Linked DNA regions of Mus musculus: all the other regions are linked to region 1. A link is a contact called in public HiChIP or PLAC-seq data. All regions are on one chromosome and are shown on one strand. Each heading gives the region's core, a stretch centred on a gene start, on an enhancer-like site or on the middle of the called end of the contact. The rest is flanking DNA. Distances are from core to core; before and after follow the strand shown. Region 1 has its middle 10 kb from the start of Snora28. Region 2 holds the start of Trmt61a (tRNA methyltransferase 61A). Region 3 has its middle 11 kb from the start of Ckb.

The links. HiChIP or PLAC-seq counts read pairs in DNA pulled down with a chosen protein or histone mark.
Region 2: an H3K4me3 HiChIP or PLAC-seq map of embryonic stem cells shows a contact between it and region 1, with 20 read pairs. The contact joins the promoter of Trmt61a here to the enhancer-like site in region 1. A contact is called at or near these places in 4 of 39 promoter capture datasets (cranial neural crest, embryonic stem cells, hematopoietic stem and progenitor cells and 1 more), 8 of 115 datasets of contacts at active chromatin or transcription factors (the 230-238 cell line, the SCID.adh cell line, embryonic stem cells and 2 more) and 3 of 9 other capture datasets (adipose tissue, liver and pancreatic islet).
Region 3: a contact with region 1 is called in an H3K27ac HiChIP or PLAC-seq map of embryonic stem cells, with 8 read pairs. The contact joins two enhancer-like sites. A contact is called at or near these places in 11 of 39 promoter capture datasets (the 3T3-L1 cell line, HPC-7-derived erythroid cells, cranial neural crest and 6 more), 2 of 15 datasets of contacts at CTCF or cohesin (pro-B cells and stem cell-derived epiblast-like cells), 48 of 484 Hi-C or Micro-C datasets (B cells, CD4 T cells, CD8 T cells and 28 more), 10 of 115 datasets of contacts at active chromatin or transcription factors (the 230-238 cell line, cardiomyocytes, effector CD8 T cells and 3 more) and 2 of 9 other capture datasets (adipose tissue and liver).

Annotation. Positions count from the first base shown.
Region 1 is chr12:111,548,744-111,553,744 of GRCm38.p6, forward strand. No RefSeq gene overlaps it. Among named protein-coding and RNA genes, the nearest start is that of Snora28, 10 kb to the left of the region's middle. Within about 2 kb of position 2,133, at least 11 of the 459 cell types and tissues checked have an H3K27ac peak or open chromatin away from gene starts, as enhancers often do. A contact at or near this core is called in embryonic stem cells, where this site is marked.
Region 2 is chr12:111,675,408-111,680,408 of GRCm38.p6, forward strand. Trmt61a (tRNA methyltransferase 61A) reads left to right here and starts at 2,698. Exons shown (of 4, transcript NM_001099793.1): 1 at 2,698-2,754; 2 at 3,196-3,555. The coding sequence starts at 3,225.
Region 3 is chr12:111,658,429-111,663,429 of GRCm38.p6, forward strand. No RefSeq gene overlaps it. Among named protein-coding and RNA genes, the nearest start is that of Ckb, 11 kb to the right of the region's middle. Within about 2 kb of position 2,428, at least 9 of the 459 cell types and tissues checked have an H3K27ac peak or open chromatin away from gene starts, as enhancers often do. A contact at or near this core is called in embryonic stem cells, where this site is marked.

The sequences.
Region 1 (5,001 bases), core at 883-3,382:
AGTTCCTGATCAAATGAGGGCTAGCTGCAGGTTCTATTCCCAGCACCTATGTGATAGCTCACAAGCATCCATAATGGGGTTCCAACACCCTCTCTGTCCTCATACATTATGGTTTACACACATAAGTGCAGCCAAACCTCTCTACATAAAATAGATATATCTTGGCCAGGCATGGAGGTAAGAGGCAGGTGATTTTGTGAATTTGAAAACAGCCTAGTCTCTGTTGGTGCAACATACAACATAAGACAAACAGGGTTATGTAAAGAGATCTCTGTCTCAAAAAACAAAAGCAGGGGGCTGAAGAGATGGCTCAGCAGGTAAGACTGCTCTTGCAAAGGTCCCGAGTTCAATCCCCAGCAACCACATGGTGGCTCTCAACCATCCATGAGATCTGACGACCTCTTCTGGTGTGTCCAAGGACAACTATAGTGTACTCATGTAAATTAAGTAAATCTTTAAAAACAAAAGCAGACTTTTGCAGAAGACTGGAGTTAAGTTCTCAGAGCCACCTGTAACTAGTTCCAAGGGATCTGCTGCCCTTCTCTGGCCTCCATAGGCACCATACTCATGTGCACAAAGACAAATATACAGTCAAAAATTTTTAATTTTAGCTAACCATGGTGACACTTTTAATCCCAGCACTCAAGAAGCTGATTTGGGTCTTTGCATTCTAGGCCAGCCTAGGCTACAGAGTTGAGTTCAGGGACACATAAAAAAGACCCTGTCTCCAAAAGAAAAGAAAAAGTTTGTTTAAAATTTATATGTATAAGCCGGGCATGATGGCATACGCTTTTAATCCCAGCACTTGGGAGGCAGAGGCCAGCCTGGTCTGCAAAGTGAGTTCCAGGACAGCCAGGGCTGTACAGAGAAACCCTGTCTCGGGGAAGAAAAAAAATTATATGTATGCATGTGCAGGTGGCTGCAGAGAGCAGGTGTGAAGCACTTGTTATAGGTTCTGGGAACTGAACTCTGGTCCTTTGGAAGAATACCACACCCTCTTACCACTGAGCCATCTCCAACTCTTTTTTTTTTTTTTTTTAAAGATTTATTTATTATTTTATGTAAATACACTGTAGCTGTCTTCACACACTCCAGAAGAGGGAGTCAGATCTCGTTACGGATGGTTGTGAGCCACCATGTGGTTGCTGGGATTTGAACTCTGGACCTTTGGAAGAGCAGTCGGGTGCTCTTACCCACTGAGCCATCTCACCAGCCCCGCCATCTCCAACTCTTGATCAGTGTATTTTACCACAGCAATAGAAAACAGTAGGACATCAGCTGCTATCAATGGGTGAACAACATGCTCAGAAATGAAATAAAGCACTCAGGCTTTTAGTCCCTCACAGAAGTAACTGTCAATGCCAATTTGTACAAGACAGATATAAAAGCAAAGCAAAACAAAAACCCACAACAGAACAGAACAAATCACACCATTACAAAAAGCAACTTGGAGAGAAAATATTTATTTCAGTTTATATGTTCCAATTGCAATTTAGCATGTAAGGAATTCAAGGCAGGAACCTGAAGTTGGAAACTGAAACAGGCCATGGAGAAATGCTGCTCACTGGCTGATTCCCCAAGGCTGCTTCAATTTGCTTTCTTACCCCTCCCAAGACTAACTATCCAGGGATCTCATTGTCATCAGAAGGCTGGGAAACGCCCCACAGACCAATCTGATAGAGGGAGTTCCATTTATTTGTTTATTTTTGGTTTTTCGAGACAGGGTTTCTCTGTGCAGTCCTGCCTATCCTGGAACTCACTCTGTAGACCAGGCTGGCCTTGAACTCAGAAATCTGCCTGCCTCTGCCTCCCAAGTGCTGGGATTTAAAGGGGTGCAGCACCACTGCCTGGCTAGAGGTAGTATTAACTAAGGCTTCCTCTCCCGAGATAATTCAGTTGGCTAAATAACAACGTGAACCAGCACAGCTTGAATTTGAGGAAATGTATCTGGGAAATGGTCACTTGAAGGTTCCCTGGGATTTCCTTCAAAGAAGTGTTTTTTCACTGTTGGTGGTACTCTGCACACACCCCACCCCTTCTTTGGCTTCAAGTTGTACTCCCCTCCATATTCTTATGGATCTGACCTTTCTGAGTGAGGCCTGCTGAAGTAAAAGGTAGAGTTTTGTACCTGGGGCCTTCTACCACTAGGAGGAAGTAGTACAGCGCTGCTTCCTGGGCTGCACTAGTGTTTGAAGGCAGCAGATTTAGCACTTGGGAATGAGGACCCAACCCTTCCATTCTCTGGGTTCAGGAAGACTGTTTTAAACTGGGTCTGGAGCAAAAGAAGGCTGAACAGCAGTGCAGGCAACAGAGCCCAGCTGCTTGTCCCAGACAGCACAGCTGAGGACGTGTGCTGCTCTCCACATGTGGAGAAAGATCCTGAAGCTCCTGTGTCAGTGGTGTCTGGAGGGGTGGCCTTCGAGAGGTCCATGAAGGCCCCTCCTGGTGGTATGAACTGCTTCATGAAAAGAGGGAGAGACTCAAGTTAGCAGTTCCTCCCTCTGCTGTCCTTGTGATGTCCTGCACCGTCCAAAAGGCCCTTTGCCTTCAGTAAGCATTTGGACTTCCCAGCCTCCAGGACCGTGAGCTATGAGGCTTCTTCCCCTCCACAAGTACTGGAGAGTACATCACGAGGCCTAGCTAACATTCTATTTCTTTCTTTCCTCCTCTTCCTCCTCCTCCTCTTTCCATAGGCATTGGTGTCTTACCTGCATGTATGTCGGTGTGAGAGTGTCAGATCTTGGACAGTTGGAGCTGCCATGTGGGTTCTGGGATTTGAACCCAGGTCCTCTGGAAAAGCAGAAGTGCTCTTAACCACTGAGCTATCTCTCCAGCCCCTGCATTCTATTTTTTAATGTGGGGGAAATCAGAGAACAACTTTTAAGAGTGTTCTTCTAGTACATGGGTCTGAGGAACTGAACTCAAGCCAAAAAGCTTAGTAGCAAGAGCCTTAGCTAAAACAGTGTACTAATAGTAATATGCCAGGCTGGAAAGATGAAAACTCAGGACAGTGACCTGTGCCTGTAACTTGAAGGTGCTGGAGGGTCCCAGGAACTTGGTACTGGCATGGGCACCATAGTGTGACTTCCTTATAAACAAAACAAAATTAAAAAATAAAGTAAAAATAAAACACAAAGCTGCGCAGGGCAGCGTGGCACACACATTTAATTCTAGTACTTGGGAGGCAGAGGCAAGTGGATTTCTGTGACTTTGAGACCAGCGTGGTCTACACATAATGAGTTCCAGGACAGCCAGAGTTACTTAGTAAGACTGTCTCAAACAAACAAAACCCACAGAAATTTAAAAGCTAAGTGAGGCATGGTCACATACATTTTAGTTCTAACACTAGAAGGTAGAGGCAGGCAGATCTCTGAGTTCAGGGCCAACCTGGTCTACATAGAGAGTTCCTGTCTGTCTTCTGCTGGGGTGCCCAAGCAGTACTGACAAGCTGCTCAGGAGAGGCAGAACACAGTCCATGATGGGGATCCTCATTCAGTGTTTCCAGTTGGGAAGGAGGGAAAGTGGGAGGATCAAGGTTTAAACTTCCCCTTAGGGCAAATACAAGCCAAGCAGGAAGGGAATGGCTGAGCCTGGGACGGGACAGGACAGGACGGGACGGGGGTGGGGGGTTGGGGGGGGCAGAACCTGGTTTTTGAGTGAGTGCCAAGAGTACTTGGGGCAGGAAGAGAAAAGGCCTCCTCTAGGAGATTTGCGGGAAGTGATCCATGAAGAAGAGACGGACCTTGTGGTCCAAACTTTTATTTGATGGCGGATGTGAATGCATACACCTTCCTGAGGGTGAACCAGGGATTACATACATTTTGTGGGAAGGGATGCCCAGGACGGGAAGCTCATTGGCTGAACACTGGACCTATTGGCTACCTCATTAGCATGGAGAACTCCAGGTTTTTATACTATGGCGACTGATTGCCACCGGCCTCTCACTGGATTGTCTTGGTTACATGTTCCAGATCAGGTAGTTTGGCAGGGATCTGGCTCCACTCCTGCCATTCTCAATTCTGAGATTCCCTGGAATCTGAGCCTGCTCAACTTACCAGTTCTTCTGTCTGGTGGCACGGTCCACTTGCTCCACAAGTTCCAGGCCAGCCAGGGATATGTAATGAGATTCTATCTTTAAAAAAGTTCAAAAATTAATAATAATAATAAAAAGCAGTTTTCAGCTCGTTAATTTGGTTTAACAGTACAGAAGGATCTCTTCCCTGCTCTGTGTTTCATTTGTTTTATTTTTAATTTTTATTTTGTTTGGGAACTGAAGAATATTAAGAAAATCTGGCTTTATTTATAATGCCAGTGTGTGAATGGAAAGGAAAGTGATAACTTACTTGTTTGGTTTTTCAAGACGAGGTTTCTCTCTGTGTAGCCCTGGCTATCTTGGAACTCATTCTGTAGACCAGGCAGGCCTCAGATTCACAGAGATCCCCTGCCTCTGCCTACTGAGTGCTGGGATTAAAGGTATGAGCCATCACCGTCTGTCAGGAAGTGGTATTGTAAAGGCATTACACAGTTATGAGTGTCCTTCTGTGATGGTTAGTCTCTGTCAACCAGATTTAGAAGCACATAGGAGACACATCTCTGAACATGTCTGTGCGAGCATTTCTAGGGAAGTTTTAATTGTGGCAGGAAGGCCCACCCTGACTGTGCATCTGCCGACTGCTGGTCCTTCACACACACTCATACTCACATGCACACACACACCCATACACACATCTACATGTAATTCAAATAAATATAAATCTTAGAAAATTCCTTAGCTGGGCGTGGTAGCACACACCTTTAATAGCAGCACTTGGGGGCAGAGGCAGACAGATCTCAGTGAGTTAGAGGCCAAGCTGGTTTACATAGCAAAGTCCAGGACAGCCAAGGCTATGTAGAAAGACCCTGTTTCAAAAACAAAACAAAACAAAAACAAATTCTTTAAAACCAGGAGTGGTAGCACACACCAGGAATTCCAGCACCTGGAAGACAGAGAGGCGAGGCAGG
Region 2 (5,001 bases), core at 1,448-3,947, 130 kb after region 1:
ACCAGGACTCTGGTAGAGGTGAGGAACAGAAGTCAAGGGTGCCTATTATCCCAGCACTAAACCACACCCAGTGCAGGCACAGGTTCCTGTGACCTTTGACTACTGTCCCATTCTGCAGATACACAGAGGAAAAGACACAAAGAAGTACTGGCTCAGAAGGTCCTGATATCCCCCGATGGTCCTAGGGTGACTACCCTTGGGACATCATGCAGATTCATAGAGTATATGCAGCTATAGTGGAAGGGACAGCAGGATAGGGAGGTGAAGGGGCCTTTATAGCCTCCAGATGACAGTATCAATGTGAGGCCCCCACTGGGGTGTTGCTTGGAAGTCCTGATAGCCCCCAGAGCAAGGAAGCAAGATGAGGGTCTTCCAACCTAGCTGTGTTCCTGACTGTGGGCCTGCTGCTCTCCTCGGGAGTCGGTAGTTGGTCTGGCAGCTCCCAGGCGAGAAGCTAGATGACATCACCCCCCAGATTTATGGTCCCATTTCCTTCAAAATCACACCAAGTCATACATTAACCACAAAGAAGGAAGGGGTATCAAAGGAGTCTTTGATAATCATAGACTGAGTTTTTTAATCATAGAGCAGGGTCCAGTCCAGCAGGGCAAATGGAGAACAGATAGGGCCATGGGCTCCAGGTTCGCCAGAGGCTAGCCACAGTCTGTGGCCAAGGTGTATCTCTTCCTCTCTGCTCCCTTGCTCATGGAGGGCAAAGGGGAAGTTGACAGGGGTCAGAAGAGAGGTGAGGGCTGCAGACAGTGCAGCAGGAGGCTGTGCCAGTCAAAGGGGGACTCTTGGCAACTTAGGCCCTGCCAGAGGTGCAGGTGGAGCAGCCTCCCCCAAAGACATCTTCAGCTTCTTTTCCTCTGGGGCTGGCTGCCCCTGTTCTTGCCCAAGAGCGCTATCAGTTCTCTGACTCTAGGCTTTGAACTGGAATCCCTCAGGCCAGGGTGGAGCACACCTTTAAGCACAGTATTTGTTAGGCAGAGCAGGCAGATCTCTTGGGTCTGAGACCAGCCTGATCTACATAGTGAGTTCCAGGCAGCCAAGGCTATATAGGGAGGCTGTCTGAAAGACAAAATATAGCCCTGCATGAACCATGTTGTCGGTATGATGTTACACAAATTAGCTTTCTGTTCCCCATCTGTAAAGTGGTCATAAAATTGTAAGGAAGAGGATTCAATGACATGAGAGTGAACTGGCCACATGAAGCATCTGTTCTTATTAGAACTCAGTGCATAAACTGCGCTGGGAAATCTCCCCACCCTCACCTCACCAGCTAGGGTCTTAAGCTGCTGGTTCTGCTTGAAGACTCCAGGCTGAGGCTGGGCATAACAGATGACTAGTTCTGAGAAGATGGACTGTAGAAGAGGTACACAGGAAGAACTGAGAAGCCAGCAGTGGGCAAGTGGAACCAAGCCCCCCCCCCCCCCCCCGTTGAACTCATAGGTTGGGTGGGGATGTAATCAGGCCTGGTCTCCATGCCACCGAGAAGCTGAGGAAGAGGAACCTCCCAGGAGAAGTGAAAAGTCTAACTCTCCAGAGGGGCAATTAGGATGTGTATTGGGCTGTGCACCACCAAGGGAATGAAGTACCCTGTTAGAACAGGGGTTGTGGGGGCAGGGAGGATGGGATAAGGAGTTTCTGAAGGGAAGTCCTGGAAAGGGGAAAACATTTGAAATGTAAATAAATTATTCAATAAAGACGAAAAAAAGAAAGAAAAGGGTTGTGGGGCTGTGGATATGGCTGGGATGTCTCAGCTGAAGACATGGGCGACCAAGAAAAACCCTCACTGTCTGTCCTTCCAGGGCTATCATACTAAGGTCAATCAGGGCAGAAATTTGAGGAGGTCTGAAGTCAGGCACCTGAGTTTCTAGGGCAAGGACATCACAGGTTGGCCTAGCCTGGCCCCAGAGGATCCCTATAGGCTGGCGGGATTCTAGAAAAGGCAGGCTGGGTCAAAGTCTCTTCATGGAGAGTGCAGCCTTAAGCTGGTCACTGCTGCTGGTTCTGCATAGCTAACGTTTCCTTCTCTTCTTTTCTACCAGCTGAGGTGTGCAGGAAGGCTCTCCACTCTCTCTGCCCCATGCCTGCCTACTCCCCTCTCCACTGCACACCCGGAGGAAGAATCTTCCTTCACTTCATAGGCTCTCAAGATGCCAGGGATCCTGGAAAGGGACGCTTTGTGCCCTCCCCCTCAGGCAGGACCTGGCCTAGGGCCACTTTTGCAGAATACTCCAGACTAACTCTACTCCTTTTACTCGGCCCAGCCCTAGCCAAAGTCTTTGAGCTAACCCTCATCCCTTTGCCTGCGTTTCCACTTTATGGCATTTATTCTGGAGCCCAGACAGGGTGTTTCAGAGCTGTTTGCAATGACAAAAATGTCCTGGTGGGCCATAGTAGGGAGGTCCTGGGGTTACATAGTTGTCAAAGTGCTCTTTAGGGTCATGCGTATCCCGCGGGCAGACACTTCGTGCACCGGGCAGCCCTAAAAGGCCGCGCGCGGACAGGCCGCGGGCGAGCAGGGGACTTTTATTTCGCACAGCGCTCGGATCTCTTAGGCAACGTGCAAGCCTGCACAGAAGAACACAGCCGAAGAGACGCCAGCCAGAAAAGGTCCTCTGGGAGCACGCAAAGGACAGCGCGGCGACTCCCAGAGAGCCCTGCGTTGGTTTGACGTCATCAAAAAGCACCGGAAGTGCTACGGCCGCCGTGGAGCCACGTGTGGAGCCGGGAGCCGGTTTATGCTGCGTGAGTTTCCGAGCTGGGAGCGGCGCTCCGGGCTTGCTGGCAGGTCCCGTGCTGTTCGGCGGGAGGCCAGCCTTCCCTGCCGTCGGGAGCCCTCCGTGGAGACTCTGGGCAAGGGGCTACGGGGATTCCGGGCTCGGAGGTGGCTTCTCTCCCCTGCTGTGCACGCTATCAGAGGCTGCCGCCTTCACACTAGGGGATTCTGGTTCTTCATGTGTGGGAATCCTTGGGCTCCTGTCGCTGTGCACTCTCTTGTGTACTCCGAGAATAGAGACCTCCAGAAGGGCTCCATATGTTAGGCTAGAGTGCAGCTCTGTTGGGTTGGCTAAGCAAGTCCGCTAACCCTGCTCAGAACCCAGGCCCCACAGACCTCTCTGTCCAGACCACAGATCTTCATCCTGCCTCCTGGTCCTCTGACCTCACGTCCACACACCACTTCTCCAGGTCCCTGACCCTTGGCAAACGTTAACACCATGAGTTTCGTGGCATACGAGGAGCTGATCAAGGAAGGCGACACAGCCATCCTGTCACTGGGGCACGGCTCGATGGTAGCAGTGCGTGTGCAGCGTGGGGCACAGACCCAGACCCGGCATGGCGTCCTGAGGCACTCGGTGGACCTCATTGGCCGCCCATTTGGCTCCAAGGTGATTTGCAGCAGAGGCGGCTGGGTGTATGTGCTGCACCCCACTCCTGAGCTCTGGACAGTGAACCTGCCCCACCGCACGCAGATCCTCTACTCCACCGACATTGCCTTGATCACCATGATGCTGGAGCTGCGTCCCGGTTCTGTGGTCTGTGAATCAGGTGAGCTCCTCTGGTATGAGCTCAGATAAGACGGTTTGCAGCCGATCCTTCCTGCAGTTGTGCGCTGAACTACTTGGTTCTTCTAGCTTTTATTTAGCAACTCCGCTTGCAAGGGAGGGTGTGGCTGCAGGGAGTGAAGCCAGAAGCAGTACTAGCTGCTGTCATCGAAATGGCAGCTGATGGGAGCTAACCTGGGTTGGAGAAGAAAGAGGAGGAGGTGCCCTATGAGGTCGGAGCTGGGATTGCTTGATGCTGGCCAAGGTGCTGACTGCTTTTTTTCTAGGCCAGCTGCCCCTTCCTGGAGGGAGGCTGGATACTCCAGAGCTCATTGCAGAGAGAAGTCTGTCCCACACTTACAGCCAGGCCCTTCCCTAGTTCCATCGAAGATTAGCACTGTCACTGATACGAGGCCAGGTGGTAGCTAGAAGGGTCTGAGCTAGCTGTCTCTCACATGCCCACCCTTAGGTACTGAGGCCACTGGATGCAGCAATCTAGGCATACACCTCTGCCAAGAATGACCCCGGGGATCAGATGGCTAGATCCTTGGTGGTGTGTTTCTTGTGGGCTAAGAGGCTGAGGTCCAGAGTCACAAGAGTTCCCATTCTCCCGGTTGTTGCTGGCTTTCTATTCTTTCCCTCTGAAGCGAGAGAGCGGATAGCAGGTCAGCTCTGACAGCTCTCCTTTTGTACCTTGCATTAGGGGATATGCTATCCTGTCTCAGGCCTTTGCCCTGTTTCGGGCAACACAATCCTGTGCTCCCATGTGGTACCCGGTCCCTTCTCCGCCCTCTGAAAGACAGGACAGGCAGGAGGTTGGAACCAGTGCTTTGGTGAGGAACCTTGCTGGAAGTGGTCACCAAGCCTGGGTACTTGGAGCTGTGGAGGGAGCAGCTATAAGGATGAGTAGAAGAAGCCAGGCAGTGGTGGTGCAAACCTTTAATCCCAGCACTTGAGAGGCAGAGACAGGCGGATTTCCTGGTCTACAGAGTGAGTTCCAGGACAGCCAGGGCTACACAGAGAGACCCTGTCTCGAAAAACCAAAAAAAAAAAAAAAAAAAAAAAGAAAAGAAAAGAAAAAAAGAAGAAGGATGAGTGGTGACAGAGCTAGCCCTGGTCCTGGAGTCCATGACGTCAGGTGAGGAGGGGTAGCCCTCCCTCTAAGGAAGAGCTGAGCTGAGGTTTGCTTTTTTTCTTTTTCAAGTCAGGGTTTGTCTGTGTAGCCCTGGCTGTCCTGGAACTCACTCTGTAGATCAGGCTGGCCTCGAACTCAGAGATCCACCTGCCTTTACCTCACCTCCCAAGTGCTGGGATTAAAGGCGTGCGCCACCCCTGCCTGGAAAGTCTGTTTTTGACAGACTGATGACATTGTGAGAAGGGTGGTGCAGTTGGCTTTCTATTATGGAGATGGATTTAGCAGAGCTGGTGTTGTGGAGAGGATTGAGTCAAG
Region 3 (5,001 bases), core at 1,178-3,677, 110 kb after region 1:
TATACTGTAGTTGTCTTAAGACACACCAGAAGAGAGAGTCAGATCTCATTATGGGTGGTTGTGAGCCACCATGTGGTTGCTGGGATTTGAACTCAGGACCTTTGAAAGAGCAGTCAGTGCTCTTAACTACTGAGCCATCTCTCCAGCCCCAATTTGTTGGTCTTTTTTTTTTTTCTTAAGATTTATTTATTTTATGTATATGAGTACACTGTAGCTGTGCAGATGGTTGTGAGCCATCATGTGGTTGCTGGGAATTGAACTCAGGACCTCTGCTCGCTCCAGCCCCTATTTGTTGTTTTTTAAGAAAGGATTTCTGTATGAAGCCCTGGCTGTCCTGGAACTTCCTCTGTAGATCAGGCTGGTTCAAACTCAAGAGATTCACCGGCCTCTGCCTCCCGAGTGCTGGGATTGAACATGTGTGGAATACTGTGCCTGGCTAGAAGACCTACTAAATGATGTTGATTTCAGTGGCAACATTTTAGGTCAAAACACGAACATTCCCATCACAAATGGGACCCATGTCCTTTCTTTAGAGTCCAAAATAAAGCATGAAAATTGAAAATGATTTCGGACCTAGACAACACCACTTTTTTTTTTTTCTTGTCTACTTCCTGGGAGTATCTCAAATTAACTAAGAAACCTGGCAGGCAGTGTGGTCCTAAGAATAGGGTTAATGCAAACTTTCTTACCAGAGAAAATTGTGCCAGGCTCCTAAGACCTCTTTTGCATCTCTGGAAATGCTAGTCCACCTTACAAAAGTCAGTCTGAGGCCAACAAGGAGACCGCCAATTTGCTTGTTAGCTCACTGCGGTGGAGCACAAGCACTCTGCAGGGAGACCAGAAGCCAGTTCCAGCAAAGGCACCACGTTTGGTTGATGTATTAAAGGGTCTTGTGCGGGGGAAGGCCCGGGGAGCGAGCACCATTCTGAAGCAGGACCAGTTCAGAATTAGGCCAGGTGTGGTGGTACAAATCTGTGATCTCTGTCCTCAGGTGGCAGGGCAGAAGGACTAAAGTCAGTAGTCTCTCAGGACATCTGGCTCAGGACTCTTACACCAGAGAGTACTGCTCTTAAAGACAGTTGTCCAGGGCTGGAGAGATGACTCAACAGTTACAAGCACTGGCTGCTTGCTCTTCCAGAGGTCCAGAGTTCAATTCCCAGCAACCACACGGTGGCTCACAACCACCTGTAATGGGATTTATGCTTCTGGTGTATCTGAAGAGAGCGACAGTGTGCTCATATAAATGAAATTTTAAAATCTTTAAAAAAAGAAAAGGAAAGGAAAAAAGACCATAGCAAGACCCACCTTGTCAAGGTTACAGAGGGTGGGTGGATGATAGGTTAGACAGAGTAGCCTAATGGTTGAGGTGTATGCTTTGGGTAGGTCTGACAGTCTAGAGTATCTCATGTACCCTCTGCTGATACTGTTAGAGTGTACCACCATGTCTGGGGAAACTTTTTTTTTTTTTAATTAGAGAAGATAGGGGAGAGGGAGTGTTTTTCTGGGATTGAACTAAAGGCCTTAAACGTGCTAGTACCACTGAGCAATATACACTGAGTCCAGACTCCAGTCTGTGAACACTGATGGGTCTAGCCTCCCCACCTACCTCCTCCGGAAGTCATAATGACACAGCCTGGTGTGTTGGCACATACCCTTAATCCCAGCATTTGAGGCAGAGGCAGGTGGATCTCTGTGAGTTTGAGGCCAGCCTGGTAAACAGAGTGAGTGCCAGGACAGCCAGGGCTCTGTCTCAACAAAGCAAAGAAATTAAGGAGACAGCAGTAATACCTGTCTTGGGCCTGCTGGGCAGACAGCAGAGGACAGACAGCTAGCCCACCCATCATGGCCACTCTGAAAGAGCCCTGACACAATGTTCCAGGAGAGCACACTGCCAGCCAGCACAGACTTGGTAAGAGAAGTGAAGCTCATCACTTGGAGGGGAACAATGGGGGAGAGTCTGCATAGCAACTTTCAGGACAGCAGGACAACAGATCCTTCAGAGAGGGATCAGGGGGGAGGTACTGAGCCCAGCACAAAGTTATAGGCAAGTGGGAGGCTGCTGGTGCTCCTCAGACAGCAGCCAGCACAATGACAGTTCACAGTTGACTGTGGGCTTTATTTACAAACCTACCCAGTCTGGGCCCACTACACAATATAAGTCCTATAGAGAAGAAAAGTTTCATCTCCTTTTCCTTCGTACCAGGGACCGGCCTGAGCCAGTCTCTAGTGTGGAATGGGTGTGTACAGAAGTGCTAACCCTTGGGGTCCAGAAAACCAACCAAACACCCTAAGCAGGCCCAAGAGTCCAGGAAAGCAAGATTCTCATTTGAATTAGGCAGCAAAACCTGACCAGTCAGGGACAGCAACACAGACTTGGGAACTGAGTGCATCTTTGAATGCTCATCAAAGTAGTTAAGCAGATGACAAAGGCTATTGTATTCAGGCAGCTACTTATCAATCAGGGCCACAGAAAAGACTCCAGAGCTGAACTCCAACCCAGAGCCAGAGTGGTACAGGTTTTAGGCCTGAAATCCTAAATGTCTATGCCAAGTTATGCCACCAATCAGGTCTAAGTGCATGGGACTTCTTAGGAACATGTCTTGGTGGAACACTTACCCTGTTCCCATTGGTTGCGTTATTCAACTGTGGTGTGGTGACCTGCAGAGCATCAGTAACATCTCAACTGTCCAGCTGGAGTGTCAGTTCCCCCGGAGGTCTTGGGAACTTAACCTTTATTTGACCCCTGTTCAAAATGGAAGTTTTATTAAAAATGGCTTCAATTTGGTTCCTTCTTACATTGACAAAGTTCTGTCTGGAAAGGGCAGGGCATCCTTGGTGGCTGAGACCTGAGTCCTTGCCCCTACCCAACTCCCACCCTCCCCTGTGGCTGCACCTCTCCAGACAGGCAGTTAACCCATCTAATATATTGATTTCCAGCCATCAGAGCCCTTCCTGTAGGACAGAGTGAGTGGAGACCCAGAGGTTAGGCTGGGAGTAGATCCAGGGTATGAGACGGGACTATCACTTTGCCTTCCACTAGCCTGCCTGTACTTTTGGCAATTTTGTTGTTACGGTTTGCCTTTTTTTTTTTTTTTTTTTTTTTTTTTTTGGTTTTTCAAGACAGGGTTTCTCTCTGTGTAGTCCTGGCTGTCCTGGAACTCGCTCTGTAGACCAGGCTTGCCTCGAACTCAGAAATCCACCTGCCTCTGCCTCCCAAGTGCTGGGATCAAAGGCGTGCGCCACCACGCCCGGCTTGCCTTTTCTTTTGAGACAGTTTTATTATGTTGAACATGTTTGCTTCAAACTCAAATCTTCCTGCCTCTGCCTTCTGAGTGCTGGAATTGAAAGCATGCGCCACCACCACACCTGGCTTAATTTTAAGAATATCTCAGCCGGGCGTGGTGGCACACGCCTTTAATCCCAGCACTTGGGAGGCAGAAGCAGGCAGATTTCTGAGTTCGAGGACAGCCAGAGCTACACAGAGAAACCCTGTCTAGAAAAACAAAAACAAACAAAGAACAAAAAGAATATCTCAAGCAATGTTTGTGCCATTGTTGCCACCATAGGTACACCTTGTCAGCTGCCCATTCCTCTGGCTCACAAGGGACACAGCTGGGTAAGAGCAGTCGTTACCTTCCTACCTTGTTTTATTTAGGGGTGGGTTTGTGTCTTAGTTACCTGGGTGACTCAGTTACCTGGGTAACTTAGATACCTGGGTATCTTACACATAACCAAGTACAGCTGCTCGAGGTACAACCTTGGCTGTCTCTGGATCACAGTTTCTTTGTGCTCTCAGAAAATTCTTCCCAGAAGATTTCACCTCGATGATGCTAGTCTGTCTCTCTCTCTCTCTCTCTCTCTCTCTCTCTTCGGTTTTTCGAGACAGGGTTTCTCTGTATAGCCCTGGCTGTCCTGGAACTCACTTTGTAGACCAGGTTGGCCTCGAAACCAGAAATCTGCCTGCCTCTGCCTCCCAAGTGTGTGCCACCACCACCCAGCCTGGATGCTGGTCTCTTCTTAATCATCACTAATTTCTTAGCTCCAGCTAACCAGCATCAATTGTCTCCATAGTCTCCTTCTCACTCTTGACTCTAAAGCCAGAATCACATGGCCAAAAGTGCTGAATATTTATAAAGAATAAGCCAGGGCTGGTGAGATGGCTGAGTGGGTAAGAGCACTGATTGCTCTTCTGAAAGTTCTGAGTTCAAATCTCAGCAACCACATGGTGCTCACCTACCTGTAATGGGATCTGACGCCCTCTTCTGGTGCATCTGAAGTGTACTTATGTATAATAATAAATCTTCGATGCACGCCTTTAATCCCAGCACTTGGGAGGCAGAGGCAGGTGGATTTCTGAGTTCGAGGCCAGCCTAGTCTACAAAGTGAGTTCCAGGACAGCCAGGGCTTTACAGAGAAACCCTGTCTCCAAAAACCAAAAAATCAATCAATCAATCAATCAATCAATCAATCAATCTTTGGGCCGGAGCAAGCAGGGACTGAGCGAGCAGAGTTGACTGGAGCGAGCACAGGTCCTAAAAATTCAATTCCCAACAACCACATGAAGGCTCACCACCATCTGTACAGCTACAGTGTACTCACATACATAAAATCAATAAATAAATCTTTAAAAAGAAAGAAAGAAAGAATGAATGGATGAATGAATAAGCCAGGCCGTGGTAGCACACGCCTTTAATCCCAGCACTTAGGAGGCAGAGGCAGGAGGATCTCTTGAGTTTGAGGTCAGCCTGGTCTACAGATCCAGTTCCAGGACAGCCAGGGCTATACAGAGCAACTGTCTCAAAGACAATAAAAAAGAAAAATAAATAAACGGAAGTAAGGAGGAGCAAGTGATGCTACAGTTCTTGCCCTGACTCTGGCCTTGTGCAGACCCTGCTCTGGCACACCGAGCCCCCTCCACCCTCCAGAGCTAAGCTCTCTCCCACACTTTCTGGCACTCCCTCTGTGTGGGGGGGTGGGGGGGGGCAGCCTTGTGCAGGGAGG